2 separate regions of the Pan troglodytes genome follow, and region 2 is linked to region 1. A link is a contact called in public Hi-C data. All regions are on one chromosome and are shown on one strand. Each heading gives the region's core, a stretch centred on a gene start, on an enhancer-like site or on the middle of the called end of the contact. The rest is flanking DNA. Distances are from core to core; before and after follow the strand shown. Region 1 holds the start of GAS2L3 (growth arrest specific 2 like 3). Region 2 holds the start of ANO4 (anoctamin 4).

Region 1 (3,240 bases), core at 279-2,778:
TGAGTATTCTCAGAACATTTCATGTACTCTCACATCTCTGGAACCTTGTCTTTGTTGCTCTCTCTGCCTGGAAATTAATTCTTATTCCCAGTTATCCCTCCCTCCTGGCAGAGTCTTAATTCATCTTTAAAAATTCAGCTCCTTTCAAACCTCTGCCATCACCCTTCAAGACTCTTAGGGGTTCCTTCTTTCATGGACCTCCACAGACTTCCATTTGGCCTTTACCATGCTGCTGAGCACTTTGAAGCCTAAGGCTGTTTTCATTTCAGTTTCTTTAGCAAGCAACAGTACATCTCATTGTTTTTGTTGAGTAAAGGAAGGAATGAATGCTAGAGAGAGATGTCATTCCAGTTCAGTGCCCACCATTCACAGATGGAGACCTGAGGCCCAGAGAGGAGACATGATTTGAGGAAGGCTAAAAGACTGAATAGGGCCGGGTGAGGTGGCTAACGCCTGTAATCCCAGCACTTTGGGAGGCCGAGGTGGGAGGATCACTGGAGCCCAGGAGTTCAAGACCAGCCTGGGCAACATGGCAAAAACCCATTTCTACAAAAAACACAAAAATTAGCCCGGTGTGGTGGCACAGGCCTGTAATCCTGGCTACTCTGGAGGCTGAGGTGGGAGGATCTCTTGAGTCCGTGAGATCAAGGCTGCAGTGAGCCGAGATCGTGCCACCGCACTCCAGCCTGGGTGACAGGGCAAGACCCTGTCTCAAAAAAAAAAAAAAAAAAAAAAAAAAAAAAAGAAGGGCCTGGGCTGCAACACAGGCCTCGGGGACAAAGCCAGTGATTTTTTAAAAAATTTATTTATTTATTTATTTATTGCTATGAAACAAGCCACATTTACAGATATAACCGACTTGGGATTGTTACACTGATGTCTAGTCTCGGCTTTATTTCAACCCTGGGAGCTAGTAAGCATCCTTTACGTTGAAGTTCATTGTTTTTTTGTTTTGTTTTGTTTTGTTTTCAGGCTCCGGTGTTTGCTGAAGAGTCAACATCCTCATTTTGTGACTTGGGACTACAGTATTCCTCCTCATCCCTCCACACCTGAGAAGAGGGGCCTCTCTCTGAAAGATTTCTGCTGAGGACCCTCATTCCTGCTGGGTTCCAGGCTGTGTCTCTGGAAACCGTGGCGCCCTCAGGTCAGCCAGCTCCCGAGTGGATGTGGGGTTGGGAGCGGCTCTTAACAGACCAGGATAAAACTCAGGGAAGCGCCTTCAGCTGCACCGCAACATTTCAGGACGCTCAGAAGCAATTATTACAGGCGAGGTTCATTCACCTCTCAGGCCTGTGGGAACAACAGGACGGGCTGTGGCTTTCGAACTGGCTGTCGCTGAAAGGCCAGATTGGAGGACCTGCTCTGACTGAACCACTTCGCCTTTCAGTGAACAGAGGGACTTGGCCACCGAAGCTCCGAGACGCCCGGAGGCGCAGCGCTGGACGCGCTGACAGGCGAGCGCCCACGGGTCGCGTGCTTCCCGGCAGCCCGGGGGCGGGGCCTCAGACCACGCCCCCGCCTTATGATTGGTCCCTTCGAAACAGGCGGCGGCGAGCGGCTACTGACCCTGAGGCCCAGGCGGCGGCGGCGGCGGCTGTTGGTTAGGGGCGTGTTGGCCCCGCACAGATTGAGCCGAGTTGTCGCCCCGCTGGGAGAAGTGACCCTCCTGCGCCTGGTGAGTACTTCCCTGTTTGTCTTCTCTTTTCCTGGCGAACTTTTACTCGCTGTCTCGGGGCCTCCGCGCCTCAGCCTGAGGGCTCCAGGAGCCCCCAGCTCTCTGAGGCCCCGAAGCTGAGGTTTGTTGGGTCCCCCGACTGCGGGAGCCAGGACGCTCTGCGTTTGCCTGGCTGCGGCAGTCGCGTGCTCTGATTGGCTCCTGGGGCCGTCAAGGTGACGTTGCGCCTGCCTTCACCTGTCCACCCAAGTGCGGAGAGAGGGGCGACAGGTGTGCGGGGCGGTTGGGGCTGCTGGTGTGGGCGAGCTCAGCTGGGGAGGAGGGATCCAGCCGCTACTCGCCCTGCTTTAAATCCAGAGCGGTATCAGAGCCCGAAGGTACTGTGGGGTCTTCAGGGGCACCCTCATCCCTAAGCGCCTGGCACTTAGAGGGTCTGTTTTTTTCTGTTCATCATCCTCGGAAAGAATTGATGAAGTCTCTGGCCCTGCAAAGAGAAAGAGACAGACAGTTATTCTTGCCCTCTAGCAAGGTTTATAGGCTCTTCCCTGTTTTTTCTCCCAGTCCATGCAGGGTCTAGAACGCCCACATGTGCGGAACTGGGGAATAGAGCTGGAGACCCTGCGCAATGCCTTCCGCCCACAATCCTCAGTTTGGAGGACTGCCCGGGGAGAGGCTGGCAAAAGAAAGGGAAGGCTTGTAGAGTGCCTTGGAAGTCAGAGGAAAGTTTTGGAGGGCATGCTCCTCTATGCAGTCACCCGTGGTTCCTTTCCTAATCTTTTCACACCGAGGGATTGAATGTTGTAAATTTGAGTGCTTTGTGGCATGGCATGGTGAAATAGCTGATCCCCAGTGGTTGCAAAGAGATGATTTAAGGTCAGAGCCTGGGTTTTGCTTCGCTTGTGTGGAGAGCAAAAAACAAACAAACAAAAACAACAAGAACAACAGAACCGCTTTGTGAATTGCTATCTGATCACCTGTCTTGGCACTTAAATGATTAGAAATTGAAATTCTCACCACCTCAGATTCCCTTTGGGAACAAATTGGAACTGTTTCAAATGACAGAAGTGGAAACTCTAGTGATCTGGTGTAGATGCCGATACCTGTTGTCTGACTCATCTGTTTCAAAATCTCATTAGAAACCAACTGTCATTGAACAGTAGGTGTTTGCTATCTGACATTGAATTAGAAGTAGTAATTTTTTTTTTTTTAGCGTGACAGTTGCTAAGCAGGGGGGCTCTGAAATCAGACTTCATTGGATATCTGACTTTAGACACATTATTTAATCCTTCTAAGCCTAAATTTCCTAGTCTGTGAAAGAAGGTTAATAATAGTTCCTACTTTATTGAGAGGATTGTTGTAAAGATTAAATGAAATTCCACGTAACTAATTTAGCACAGTGCCTGATACATAGCTATTATTATTTCTCTGCTGTTTAACTTAGACAAAAAGTTTTGAGCTGTCCCCAAAGGATGGGGAGAGGTAGAAGGTGAAGGCAATACCAGAGATAGGGATAATTATTGTTTATTGATTAAATTATACATGTAAAGCATTTAAAACAGTATCTG
Region 2 (3,632 bases), core at 699-3,198, 140 kb after region 1:
CTACTTTTTGGTTCCTGCTAATTAGAAAGAACTGCCAAGAAGAATTAAAGTGCAATTCGTAACTCATTATGATGGCCTTTCCTCATGACTCCATCTGAGCGGCAGCGATGGTAAATGGAGGAGAAAGCGCTGGATGTCAGAAGATAAGTTACAAACGGCCTTGGGGCCCAGCGCGGGCATAGAGGAGACTGGGGAAGCATCTCCAGGCTTAGGAAGGGGCACAAGAGGTGGAACAGACTTTAAGACGAGTGCCCAGACAGGGCTGCTGAGGTGTGGGGATGGTGAAGGGAGAACAGAGGCGCTGCCCAGGTCTGGGGGAGGCTTGGAGCGCTTGGGGAAGGCAAGCCTGGCCTGCATCGGCCCCCAGGCTAGGTGAGAGCAGGAGCTGAGAGCAGGAGCTGAGAGCAGGTTTCCCAGTCACTTTAGGCTCAAGGGTGGGCGGTTGCAATTTCAGCCTGGGGTTGGGTAGAGTGTGAGGCTGAAAAAACCTGCGGGAGAGGCCAGTGGGGCCCTCAAGGGGCAAGGTCAAGGCAGGGAGCAGCCACCAAGACAGAGCCTCAGTTCTGATAGTGTCCCTGTCCCACCAGATCCCTGCAACCGCCCTGCGAGGTGAGCACAGCTGCAATGCTTAGCTCCATTTTACAGATGGGGAAATGGAACCTTAGAGACGGTGTCTTAACCATGGGTCACCCGGCTGCTGGCTGGCTGACCGAGGGCCAATAAAGGACCAGATCCCACGCTCCCACTATCCTGGGCAGACCTGGCCCTCCTTAGGGGCTGGCTCCTCCGGTCGGCCGCAGTCTCAGCCTTGCGCTCACATGGGTAAGTGTGGGCCCCGACACTACATCCTAGAGCCTCGTCCACCGGTCACCCGCCGCCGCCTGGCTGCCCTCACCGAAGAGTGGGGAGGCAGGCGGACGCGGAGGTTGGAAGCGCCCAACTCTGAGGGCTGGAGAGCTGGAGAGCGCGGGAAGCTTCCCAGACAAACGCCAGGTTTTGTCTCCGCCAGATTTATTTGCCCTCGGTGCCTCCACCCGAGTAGGCGCAACCCCAAATGCAGTTAATGCCTTGACACCATCGCCCCCCAATTCCTCCCGCGCGGGCGTTTTACAAGGCCTGGTGATCACGACCTTCGACCCCGAGCCAGGAGGCCTCTGGGCCTTCCTTTTGGTGTGGTCTCAACTTTACACTTGGGAATGGCAAAGCCTCGCGGCAAGGGACGGGGTCGGGGTTGCACCTGACCCGAGGAGGCGTTGGGCGGCCTTCCTCTTTCCCCTGCTTCATCCCGCAATGGGTGCCACCGACTTATTGGGTCTCGTTCTCGCTCTCCCACTCCTTTCCCTCTCCTCAGCCAGCTGATTCTAGACGGAGACCCAGCACAATAGGGAAGGCGGGCTGAGACCAGCTCGGACATTCCATCACTCAACCTTGTGTGAACTCGCGCCCTCATCAGATGCTGGGCAGGAATAGGACACCGGTGAGCGCCTCGTGGTAAGACAGAAGCACAAATAGAGATGATAAGATGATGTACTGGGACACGTCTGAACTGTTGGGGTCAGAGTTCGGTACTTAGTAGTCACCGACTTCACTAATAGAAGTGCGCAGGAGAAGGTTGCTACTCTCCCCTGTGCTTTGGTCTCACAGGCAAAGCCTTCTCCAGACTGTCCCCTGGGCTGGGAATCGCGCCCAGAGTCACGGGCGGCCAGACCCACCCCATGTGTCCCCCGGCGCGCTCTCCAGTGGAACTTCCCTAGGAAAGGAGACCGTCACGAGAGGCTGTGGCGCGCCTGGGACTCCCCGACCCTTGCCACGACATCCCTGCCACCCCTTTTGGCGTGAACCCACCGGGGATCCCGCCCGACGCCGACGGCGCTGGGCCAAATCCGCGGCGCGCCTCTGCCGGGCACCTCCCACCTCCAGCTTCGCCCCTCCCCTCTCCCGGCCGCGCGTCCTCCGCGGCTGGTTCAATCCCCGCTGGGACCCGGAGCGCGGCTGCCGGTCTACGCCCTCTCTCCCGCCGCTCTCGCAGCGCAGCCCGGCCGGGGGCCCCTGCGCGCCGGCAGCTCTAGGGGCGAGCGCGGCGCGCTGACTGGGCGTGCTCAGCCGCGGAGCGCCCGGGCGCCGCTGGAGCCAAGCGCATGCACTCGCCGGGCCGGGCCGTCCAGGGGCGCAGCGCGCAGGGGGCCGCTCTAGCCGACGCCCTGGCCAGTCTGGGCAGGACGCGGGCCAGGATGGCCTCCCTCACCGCATACGGTAACTGGGGCCGTCGCGGGTTCCTGGGGCGGCGGGGCGGAAGGGAGGGGCCCAGGGAGCCGTCGAAACACCCGGGGAAACTTCGGGGTTCGCCTCTGCGGAGGGGTCTGGAAGGGAGGGAGACGGCGGCCGTGCGCGCCGCTCCTGAGGGGCCGATGTTCCGCGGGGTTTCGGGCCGCGGGTAACCCGGGAACCGGGTGTCTGCGGGAAAAACGCTTCAAAATTTGGGAGGATCTGGGAGCTTCGGGACTCCACAAACATTCCCCTCGCTTCCGACCACTCAGGGGAAGGGACGCGGGTGTTAAGTCCTCCTCTAGCGGGGTGAGGCTTGGAGTTGGGAGATGTGCGTTCAGCCAGCGCTTATCTTGTCCCTGACTGACCTTGGGCAAGTTATTTAAACTTTTCAGCCTCTGCATTTCTCCGTCTGTAAATCAGAGAGATGAGAACATCTCTCTGACAGATGCTGTGGAGTTAAAATAATATGCACTGTAACATGTTTTTAATGCAAACAAAGAAATCAGTTTGGAAATAAAAGTTTATGAAAAAGGAAGGCATTCATCGTTCCCCTGCCCATTGTTTTGTTAAATAAATATATATGAATAGACATATACATATATACATGTGTGGTATTGCATGGTTCTGAAGGAAAACAAAATCACTGTGTGAAGGTTTCAGGCTCAGCTAGAAATCCTAGCGCGCTGGGGAAGCCAGCAAGGCTTCTTATCAACGTTCTTGCTTGTGTGGATAAAGCAATTCTCTTTAGCCCTTTATCAGAAATACTGCTGAGACTTGGTTATAGGAAGCAGAAACTCAAGTAGACCTCCCTCCCTTCCTCTTGCTTGCAGTCAGTTGTTGCGATAAGATCTAGATTTGGCATTTTAAAGGGGAAAGCTGTGAGCAATTGATGGGGAATGTTCTGCAGGGACATCTCAAAGCCTGGGATGGGTGGGACCGAAATTGCTATTCTTTGGTGTGGAATCTTCATTCTCTAGGCCAGTGATGTCCCCTGCTCATTTTACCAAGGTTAACAGGGTCAGTCTCTTTCTCTGGATTTAAATTGTTTAAAATGATCATTTAGGTGGCTCAGAGGGTTTGCAATTGATGCCTGGGAACCAGTAACAAATTGTGAGCAGATTACAAATTTCAGTCTGGTGGCCTATTTTTTCTTTCCTCCAACCCCCTTCCCCCGTGCTCAGAACATTTTTGCTGGGATTTAAGTTGTTCTTACCTGCATGCACATTTAACACTCAACATTGTGGTTCCTGGGTTACCATCTGGGGATAATTCAATATGCTGATGGCATTTTAGGCATATTCATTGGCAAAACATCTATTTTTACACCTTTTCCTATCAGAGGGATCTAACTTCTGTTTTTTTAC

Evidence for each region. A called contact is a pair of places that touch in the nucleus more often than the background predicts.
Region 2: a contact with region 1 is called in a Hi-C map of stem cell-derived neural progenitor cells, with 2.4 times the contacts expected there. The contact joins the promoter of ANO4 here to the promoter of GAS2L3 in region 1. A contact is called at or near these places in 2 of 7 Hi-C or Micro-C datasets (induced pluripotent stem cells and stem cell-derived neural progenitor cells) and 1 of 1 datasets of contacts at active chromatin or transcription factors (stem cell-derived excitatory neurons).

The regions. Positions count from the first base shown.
Region 1 is chr10:107,397,782-107,401,021 of NHGRI_mPanTro3-v2.0_pri, forward strand. It overlaps GAS2L3 (growth arrest specific 2 like 3), which reads left to right and starts at 1,529. Exons shown (of 9, transcript XM_003313885.7): 1 at 1,529-1,675.
Region 2 is chr10:107,540,790-107,544,421 of NHGRI_mPanTro3-v2.0_pri, forward strand. ANO4 (anoctamin 4) reads left to right here and starts at 1,949. Exons shown (of 28, transcript XM_063787015.1): 1 at 1,949-2,253. The coding sequence starts at 2,139.